Regions from separate parts of the Mus musculus genome. Here region 2 is linked to region 1. The links are chromatin contacts, called in public Hi-C maps. All regions are on one chromosome and are shown on one strand. The core of a region is the stretch at or near the end of the contact, and the rest is flanking DNA. Distances in the headings are between cores, read along the strand shown.

Region 1 (4,231 bases), core at 548-3,047:
ATCGGCCCACTCTTTGAGATCCTATATGTTTAATGCTTGCTGAGTAAATGTAAGGAGGGAGAAATGAAGGGGAAGTCAAGACTTGGAATTCTGGAGGGGTAGGCATTACAAACTATTTTTTTTGCATGTGTATGTATGTATGTTCATGTGTAGGCACACTAGTGTGTGCAGATGAACATATATACTCATGTGAGCATGTAGAAGCCAGAACTTGAAGTCAGATGTCTTCCTGGACGGCTTCCCACCTTATTTACTAAGGCAGCCAGTCTTCCTGAACTTACAGCCCACTGACTGAGCAGTCTAGCTAGCCAGGTGAGGACATTTGAAAAACAGGAATCCCATGGTTCCGATCCTCTCCCTGTAAGCACGTTTCTCAGGAATTATCCTGTATGAGTGGTGTCTCCCACACCATCTACTGAATCCAAGGACCCTCTTAACCCATGTAGAAACTGAGGTTCCCAGGAGGAGACCTTTTGCTCTGTTACCCATTGCCTTTTGCTTGTTCTAACAGTCTGGTCTAGGAGAAGGGGTGCTGTGTGTGTGTGTGTGTGTGTGTGTGTGTGTGTGTGTGTGTGTGTGTGTGTGGTGGAGTGGGCACGAAACAATCGAGACGATCAGAACCTTCAAATCTGTCTTTATGGTTGTTTTAGCAATACCCATTTTTCATATAGCTCAGCCTGGCCTGGAACTTGCTATTTAGCAAAGGATCCTCCTCGCTCCAGATTTTTTCTTCTTCTTCTTCTTCTTCTTCTTCTTCTTCTTCTTCTTCTTCTTCTTCTTCTTCTTCTTCTTCTTCTTCTTCTTCTTCTTCTTCTTCTTCCTCCTCCTCCTCCTCCTCCTCCTCTTCCTCCTCCTCTTCTCCCCACCCCCTTTCTTCTCTTTTTGGTTTTCTGTGTAGCCCTGGCTGTCTGGAACTCACTCTGTAAACCAGGCTGGCCTGGAACTCAGAGATCCGCCTGCCTCTGCCTCTCAAGTGCTGGGACCAAAGGCATGCAGCATCACTGCCCGGCTTCCAGGCTTCTGTTATGTTCCCCAGCAGTTATGTTGTTTTTGATCACTGGACTCTCTGTCTTTGGCCATCTTCTTGAAAGAGGACTTGTGCCTCAGTTCCCAACTCATCTCTTGTGGATCTACTGCCCTTTCTTCTGATGAAGCTTTTAGGGACAAGTGACTTCTTTCTTGTGCTCCACACCCTGTAGCCAGGCCTTGTCAGTTTGGACTCCAGACTCCTCACTCTGCTAGGAGTGCTGGAAGGAATGAATCTAGGTCCCTGCGGCTTGCTAGTTGGCTGGAACTTTCCATCGGCTCCAGAGCGGACTTGAAACCTCGAGTCTCCTACTCCATTCAGGTTCCCAAGCCAACGTCTTAACGGCGCCCGGTAACAGGCGCTATTAGGGTGCTACTCTGCTCCTGGCGCGCCCAGCTCCCAAGGTCGAAAACTTGCTCGCACCGAACCCCCTCCAGGGCGAATGGGAGGGTCGCTCGGGCGGGTAGGAACCAGTGGTGTGGAGGTGCGCCTAGGAGAGTCGCGGCGGCGCGCAGGCGCACTGGGCTCTCCACGGCCGGCTCTCGGGTACAAAGAGCGCGCGGTGCCTTGCGGACTTCTCGGTTAGAGCTGCAGCCGGTTTGTGTCCCTGCACTCGGTGGCTCCCGGCAGCCGCAAGTTACTCTTGCACGGCCACTGCAGGATTCTGCTCCGCGATCTAGTGTAACTGGGGTTTGAGTCTGGCGCTGCCCGAGGCCCCGCCCAGCGCTTCTCGGTCCCTCCCCGCGAGCCGCCCGCCCTGTGCCAGCTCCAGATTCGCGGCGCTGGAGGTGAGTAGTGGCAACGCTGCGCTCCTGTCCCCTGCAGGGACGATCTGGGGCGCCTGAACTCCGACTCTACCCTGAGCCAACAGGGTGCCCAGCCTCACACTCTTGGCGCGTGCTGGAGCGCACGGCGACACTGGCCCTGAGATTGCCCTGGGAAGGTCCGTGGGGTTGCCTTGGCTAGCAGTCGCCTGGGATCACCGCTGGCGCTCGAGGGGGCGGCGCCTCCCGACCTGGAGTGGGGCGCGCTGGTCCTTTGATACTAAGCCGTCCTTTCGGAGCCGGAGTGCAGTGCAGTGCAGTGCAGCGCCCTTTTCCGAGGCGTCCCAGGGTAAGATTGGTGTACCCTCTGGCAGTAGGAAGCGGCGATTAGTGCTCCTTTATCCCGGTCCCGGAGCGGCAGGTGGCCCTAGCTGGTGTTGCAGGGTCTGGGCGTGGGGGAGGGGTGGGTGCGGCCTTTAGGGGCCGCCCTAAGCTCCGGGACCTGCTTGAGTTCCTGAGGACCTGCAGTGTCAGGTCCAGCAGGACGGGTGGCAGCGTCCCGGGGCACACTTGGTCGCGCAGGTACGTGGGAAACCCCGCGCTCGGGAGCCGCGGAGCTGGTGAGTCTCATCCCCCCTCACCAGGTCCCTTTGCAACTTTCAAAGGCAACTTTTCGCGGGCGGTCCGGCCTGAGCTGACTCCGCGCGGCTGACCCGGCGCAGGCCTCGTTGTTCGCGTTGGCAATGTTCTGTGGCGTCCCCCAGCGCTTGTTTTCTGCACTTCTCTCCCGAGGTGCCTCTCCGTTCGTCTAATTAAAGTATGGAATCAGACCGAGAGCCCAAGACTAATCAGGAATGCCAATCCCCCGGATCAGTGACCTTGGTTGTCACCTGGGCTACTTGGGAACCAAAGCCTCCTTGCGTTAATTGCGAGTTTGTTAGAGTTGGCTTTTATGCGGTACTTAGTTATCTTGTTTCTCATTTCGTGCATCGCTCTCCAGTAAGTTGTTGGGCTCTTCAATGTTTAATCTATTTAAGTTTTATTTTAAAAGTTGGATGTAATACACATCAATATACTTTAAAATTCATGAGTCATTGGCTTTTCATATAATAATAAAATTATGCCATCAACAACGCTCCCACCTCTCCACAAAAACCATCTCCGGGACCGAGCGGCTGCTGTTTCTGTCTCTTCCCTCGGGTAAGAGGGATAGATAGATAGTGAGAAGACACGTAATCAACCTTCGGTTGTTTTACAGCTAAATTTTGGGAAAGTGCTGAGCAGGGCGGCTGCGGGAAAGTGTGTCAGTTGATTGGGGAGATTAAAAAGGGTGAGGATGGAGGAGTGTCTGTCTGCCCGTGCAGACATTCACTTAGCTGGGAATTCATTTAGCTTCCACGGGGGCCTTTGGTGATCTTTCTGAGCGAGGGTTGCCTCCTCCACAGGTCGTGCTAGTTGACTGAGTTACTATGGCAAAAGTGAGTTCTGGAGATGGGTGTGGGTTGGGGGTTGGGAGGAGGGGGTGGAATTGGGGGGAGCGACAGGAGACAAGGAAAGACTACAGAAATCAGAGCTTGCAAGTGCACAAAGGAGAGAGATTAAAGGGGGGGGGGAAAGACCCTTCAAGTTTAAAAGCAAGGATTGTTTTTAGTACTGGGGTTCCAACTCAGTCCTGCTAAATAAGTATTTTACCATTGGGCTCCACTCCCAGTGCCTAAAAGTACTTTTTAAAAAAATGTTGGGGAGTGGGGGGGAGGGTATGGGGGGCTTTTGGGATAGCATTGGAAATGTAAATGAGGAAAATACCTAATAAAAATATATATAAAAAAAAAGTCTAAAAAAAAATGTTGCCCAAACTGGCTACAAAGAAACTACAGGCATTGCTACATCAAAAACTAGGTTGATGATCTTATGTGTACTGGAGCTCAGGAGACATCTTTCTTGTTTGTTTGTTTGTTTGTTTGGTTTTGGTTTTTCGAGACAGGGTTTCTCTGTATAGCCCTGGCTGTCCTGGAACTAGGAGACATTTTTTACAAGGGAGGATGGAAGAGGAAGGGTCTAGATGGGGAGAAAGCCAAGGTTTGGGGAGACAATTCCTTTTAACGGCTGTGTAGTATTCCATTGTGAGACTGTACCACACTTAATTCATTTTAGGATGGGACTTTGAGTCCATGTATGTGCATACATGTCTATTGGGAATAGGAGCAAAGTTTAGGAGTTCTGAGCTAGTGTTTAGATTAGATGATACTGTCAAATAGATTTCCAAAGTAGTTTTTTCTTTTCTTCTTCTTCTTCTTCTTCTTCTTCTTCTTCTTCTTCTTCTTCTTCTTCTTCTTCTTTCCTTTTCTTTTCTTTTCTTTTTTTTTTTTTTAAGATTATACTGATATCAGCAGTGTGAATGCGCTTTATACTGGCCTTAAACTACAACAGGAGATTTAAC
Region 2 (4,231 bases), core at 1,204-3,703, 49 kb after region 1:
ACAGTGACTCCAGGACATAGGAACCAGGAAGTGGGGGGACTAAATCCCTGTGCAGGTGGCTGATCATTGTGTGGAGGAAGCCAGCCTGGTTCTTCCTGGGGCTGCTTTCATCTCCTCAGGGCCTCCAGAGGATCTAGTGATGCCTAATTGGGGCTGGGGGTGGCACACACAAAGCAGTGGGGACAAAGGTCCCCAGGGAAACATGGAGGAGGAGGAGGAGGAGAAGGAGGAGGAGGAGGAGGAGGAGGAGGAGGAGGAGGAGGAGGAGAAGGAGAAGGAGAAGGAGAAGGAGAAGGAGAAGGAGAAGGAGAAGGAGAAGGAGAAGGAGAAGAAGAAGAAGAAGAAGAAGAAGAAGAAGAAGAAGAAGAAGAAGAAGAAGAAGAAGAAGAAGAAGAAGAAGAAGAAGAAGAAGAAGAAATACCATTGGTAAAAAACCTACTTGGTGGGTTTTAGTCTTTTCTCTGAAGCTGTTGACATCAGGGAATCAAGGACTTGGCTTTCTTGTGTGGGTGCATGTGGAATGTTAGAGTCTTGATACCATCAAATAGGACTTGAGATACTCAGAGTTGCAAACCTATTGGGAAACATGGGTGCTGCTCACTCACGTGCACACCCGAAGCAGTTGGGATAAACAGCCTTCGTTAGTGACCGCTGTAATTTTCAGTGTTGGTTTTAGATATTAATAACTCTAAGCAGAAGTTTCCATTTTAACTGTTTTTTTAATGCAAGCTGTTAAAATGTTTATTAAAAAATCCCCGGAGCCTGCCTTTTAACAATGTTTCTAGCCTACCCCTTCTTCCTACAACTGAATGTGAGCCTAATTGCAGACCTTAAGCAGTATCATCTTTGAGCTTAATCCCCAGGAACAGATAACCCACCTTCTCCTAAAGCCAGGGAAGTGACCTGGACTCAGGAGAGCTGGTGGGTTAGGGTGGGAAGCGCAGTGGCCTTCCCTTTGGATCCTAGTGCATTCATTCTTTTCTTTTCTTTTCTTTTCTTTTCTTTTCTTTTCTTTTCTTTTCTTTTCTTTTCTTTTCTTTTCTTTTCTTCTTTTTCTTTTTCTTTGTTTTGTTTGTTTGAGACAGTGTTTCTCTGTATAGCTCTGGCCGTCCTAGAACTCACTCTGTAGTTCTGATCTCAACTCAGTGGCTGATCACAAACTCAGATCCACCTGCCTCTGCCTCCAGAGTGCTGGGATTAAAATCGTGACCCACCACTGCCTGGCAATTTCTTCCATTTTCTACCCGATTTTGTTTCCATTCTTTCGCTGGGCTGCTTGTATTTTTTTACTTTCCTTCTCCTTTCCCCCTGACTCTGGAGCGATGTCTTCTGGATGTCTTAGCTTTAGGAGTCCATGCCTGTCCAGTCTCCTCAGTCTCTTGCATCTTGAGAATTGAGTTCTGGAGAGCAGAAGGGGAAAGTGGGAAAGAGACTTATGTCCATGGGGGAAAGCCATGTCACTCCTTGGGAAGTATGGAAATGGAGAAATATTCATGATAATCCCAGTACAGGAGAGGCAATGCAGGTGGATAGACCCGAGTTCAGGGCCAGCCTGGAATCTGTATTGACTTCCAGACAAGCCAGGGCTACATAGTGTGACCCCACCCCCACCCCATCCCCACCCCCATGAGGCTGTCCATCTGGGAGCTATAGCAGTTTACACAATGAGGTGTAGGACCAGATTCTATATACTAGGCTATTGTGATTTATAGTTTCATTTTGTTTTCTTGAGACAGGCTTTCTCTGAGTAACAGCACTGGCTGCCCTCGAACTCGTTTTGTAGACCAGGCTGGCCTTGAACTCACAGAGGATCCACCTGCCTCTGCCTCCTGAGTCCTGGGATTAAAGGCATGTGACACCATGACCCCACAAGATTTACTCATTTTTATTTTCTCTTAATGAGTACTTGCATGCATATATGTCTGTGTTCCTTGGGTATGCCTGGTGCCACAGAGTGTCAAATCCTGTGGACTGGATTTAGATGGTTGTTAGTGAGTGCTGAGAAAGGTACCCAGACTCTCTGTAAGAGCACAACACCAACACCCCCTGACACCCTCCACACACACACACACACACACACACACACACACACACACACACACACTCTTGGCTGCTGAGTCAGCTCTCAAGCCTGGTTCTTAGGCTCTTTCACCTGGAGTCTGCTGGCTATTTCAATGAAAAGGCTCATACCTGCTTATCTTTCCTTTTTCTGGAAACCAGACCATTGTTGGCAGGCTTCACTCTGACACTATGGCGTGCCTGAGAATCTGACGGGCACTTTGAAATTAGCTGCCTGCTCTGGAAGACAGTGCATGGAACTGTTAAAAATTCACTCTCTTCTGTGCACCAGACCCTGAGCCTGGTTTTGGAAGCACAGCCAAGGACAGGCATGGTGCCAGCCCCTGTGCAGCTTGCAGTGTGGCGACAAGGACGCTAGACAGCATGACTAATGGGCAATAAATAAAGAGACCCTGAAATGGGAGCCCATGGCTTAGCCTAGACCACACAAGCATTCCCTGAGAGGTGACTGGCACCAGAGGATTAATAGCATCTGCTGTGTGTGAAGGTTGGGATAGGTGCTCTGAGGCATAACTGTGGGACATTTGCAAAGGCCCTGAGATAGGAACGGGCTCTTCCCTGCTTGAAGAACAGATTGGGGCTATGCGATTGCTAAGGGTCTGGGCTCAGGTGAATTAACAGTTCAGGCCTGTTCACGCCTCTGTCCTCAGCATTGAAAGGAGTATTCAACAACAGTGCTAATATCAACGCAGTGTATATTTAAGCTTTTTTACTTTTTATTTTTCTTAACCCAGGGTCTCATTTAGACTAGAATAGCTTTAAACTCCTCCTGAGTGTTGGAATTAAAGGCATGGAGCCCCACTTGCAGCTACCCAGTATGAGTGTGAAAGATCCTGAAGCGACGTCTTTGTAAATGGTGCTTTGGTCTTCTAATTATAATATTAAGCATTATAATGTTAACCACAAGAAGGAAGGAAAAGGCTCACTGAATGAAGTCAAAGAAACTTGGAATGTTGCCTGTCTCCTACTTCAGCCAAGATCTCATTTTTTTAAAAAAATCTTCCAGTCCCATCCTTGGCTAATCTGCCCTGTATCTTGCCCTGGCTTCTCCCTCACTGTCAGTTAAAGGGTCGGTAAGGAAAGTCTTAGGAGGTGCTTTCTCTTGGTCACAGTATGTGCAGTTGGATGGCTTACACACTTTTTTGTGGGTTGTGTTGTTTGTGTTTGTTTGTTTGTATTGTTACTTTTTTTTTTAGGATCCAGCCCAGAACGAGCTATTTGTAGCTGGCTTTGTTCTTCTCTCTGTCCTTTTAAATCATTACTTACGGGTGCTTCATGTAAAAAGCACTTTAGATGTTTGCATCCCTTGTCCTCTATGGACTCAGGTGTGTTCAGGAGCATTTATAACTGAACAGTTTATAATAAAATATAATATTAAGCCGGGCGGTGGCGTACGCCTTTAATCCCAGCACTTGGGAGGCAGAGGCAGGTGGATTTCTGAGTTCGAGGCCAGCCTGGTCTACAAAGTGAGTTCCAGGACAGCCAGGGCTATACAGAGAAACCCTGTCTTGAAAAAACAAAAACAAACCCAAAATATAATATTAATAAAATATAATAAAATTATTTTTGGACACTGAGGCCTGCTTGCTGTAGGACAGCAAGTTTTTTGTTTTGTTTTGTTTTTGATTGCTTTTTTTTCCTTCAATACTTCCTTTTTCCCTTTCATTCTCTCCCTCCCTCCCTCCCTCCCTCCTTCCCTCCCTTCCTTCCTTCCTTCCTTTCTTCTTTCCTTTCCTTTTTTGAGTTGTTATCCCCCTGCCTCAGTCTCTGAGGCCTTGGGTCACAGGTAGCAGTAACTTCAGCCTCTTGATCCTCATGACTTCTCCGCGATGAGGGCTGCGTGACACAGTCTCACTTATGTGTTTTGAAATTGAGGTCACAGAGTTTCCCAGGAGTTCCTAGGTGGGCCACGGTGAAGCAGAGACCTCGGCTGTTTTTAGGCCGGTCTGGGATATTGCCTCTGATGCTGAGACCCTGTGTGGTGGGATGTCCAATAAATGTAAACAGAGGTATAACCTTCCAAACTCTAGGAAGAACTGAATCCACAGCTCAAGTGAGGGGAAAATGAAAGTCAGTTGCTAAATTTGTCATTATTCTTTGCCACTTTTGATGAATTCAAACCTTCCTTTGATTTGACTTTACTTTCAAACGT

Evidence for each region. A called contact is a pair of places that touch in the nucleus more often than the background predicts.
Region 2: a Hi-C map of myocytes shows a contact between it and region 1, with 1.5 times the contacts expected there. A contact is called at or near these places in 4 of 484 Hi-C or Micro-C datasets (embryonic stem cells, forebrain, myocytes and 1 more), 8 of 130 datasets of targeted methods (cardiomyocytes, embryonic stem cells, intestinal crypt epithelium and 3 more) and 2 of 9 other capture datasets (adipose tissue and pancreatic islet).

The regions. Positions count from the first base shown.
Region 1 is chr19:25,235,178-25,239,408 of GRCm38.p6, forward strand. It overlaps Kank1 (KN motif and ankyrin repeat domains 1), which reads left to right and starts at 1,798. Exons shown (of 14, transcript NM_181404.6): 1 at 1,798-2,140.
Region 2 is chr19:25,283,883-25,288,113 of GRCm38.p6, forward strand. The region is part of intron 2 of Kank1 (KN motif and ankyrin repeat domains 1); the gene reads left to right. Among named protein-coding and RNA genes, the nearest start is that of Kank1, 49 kb to the left of the region's middle.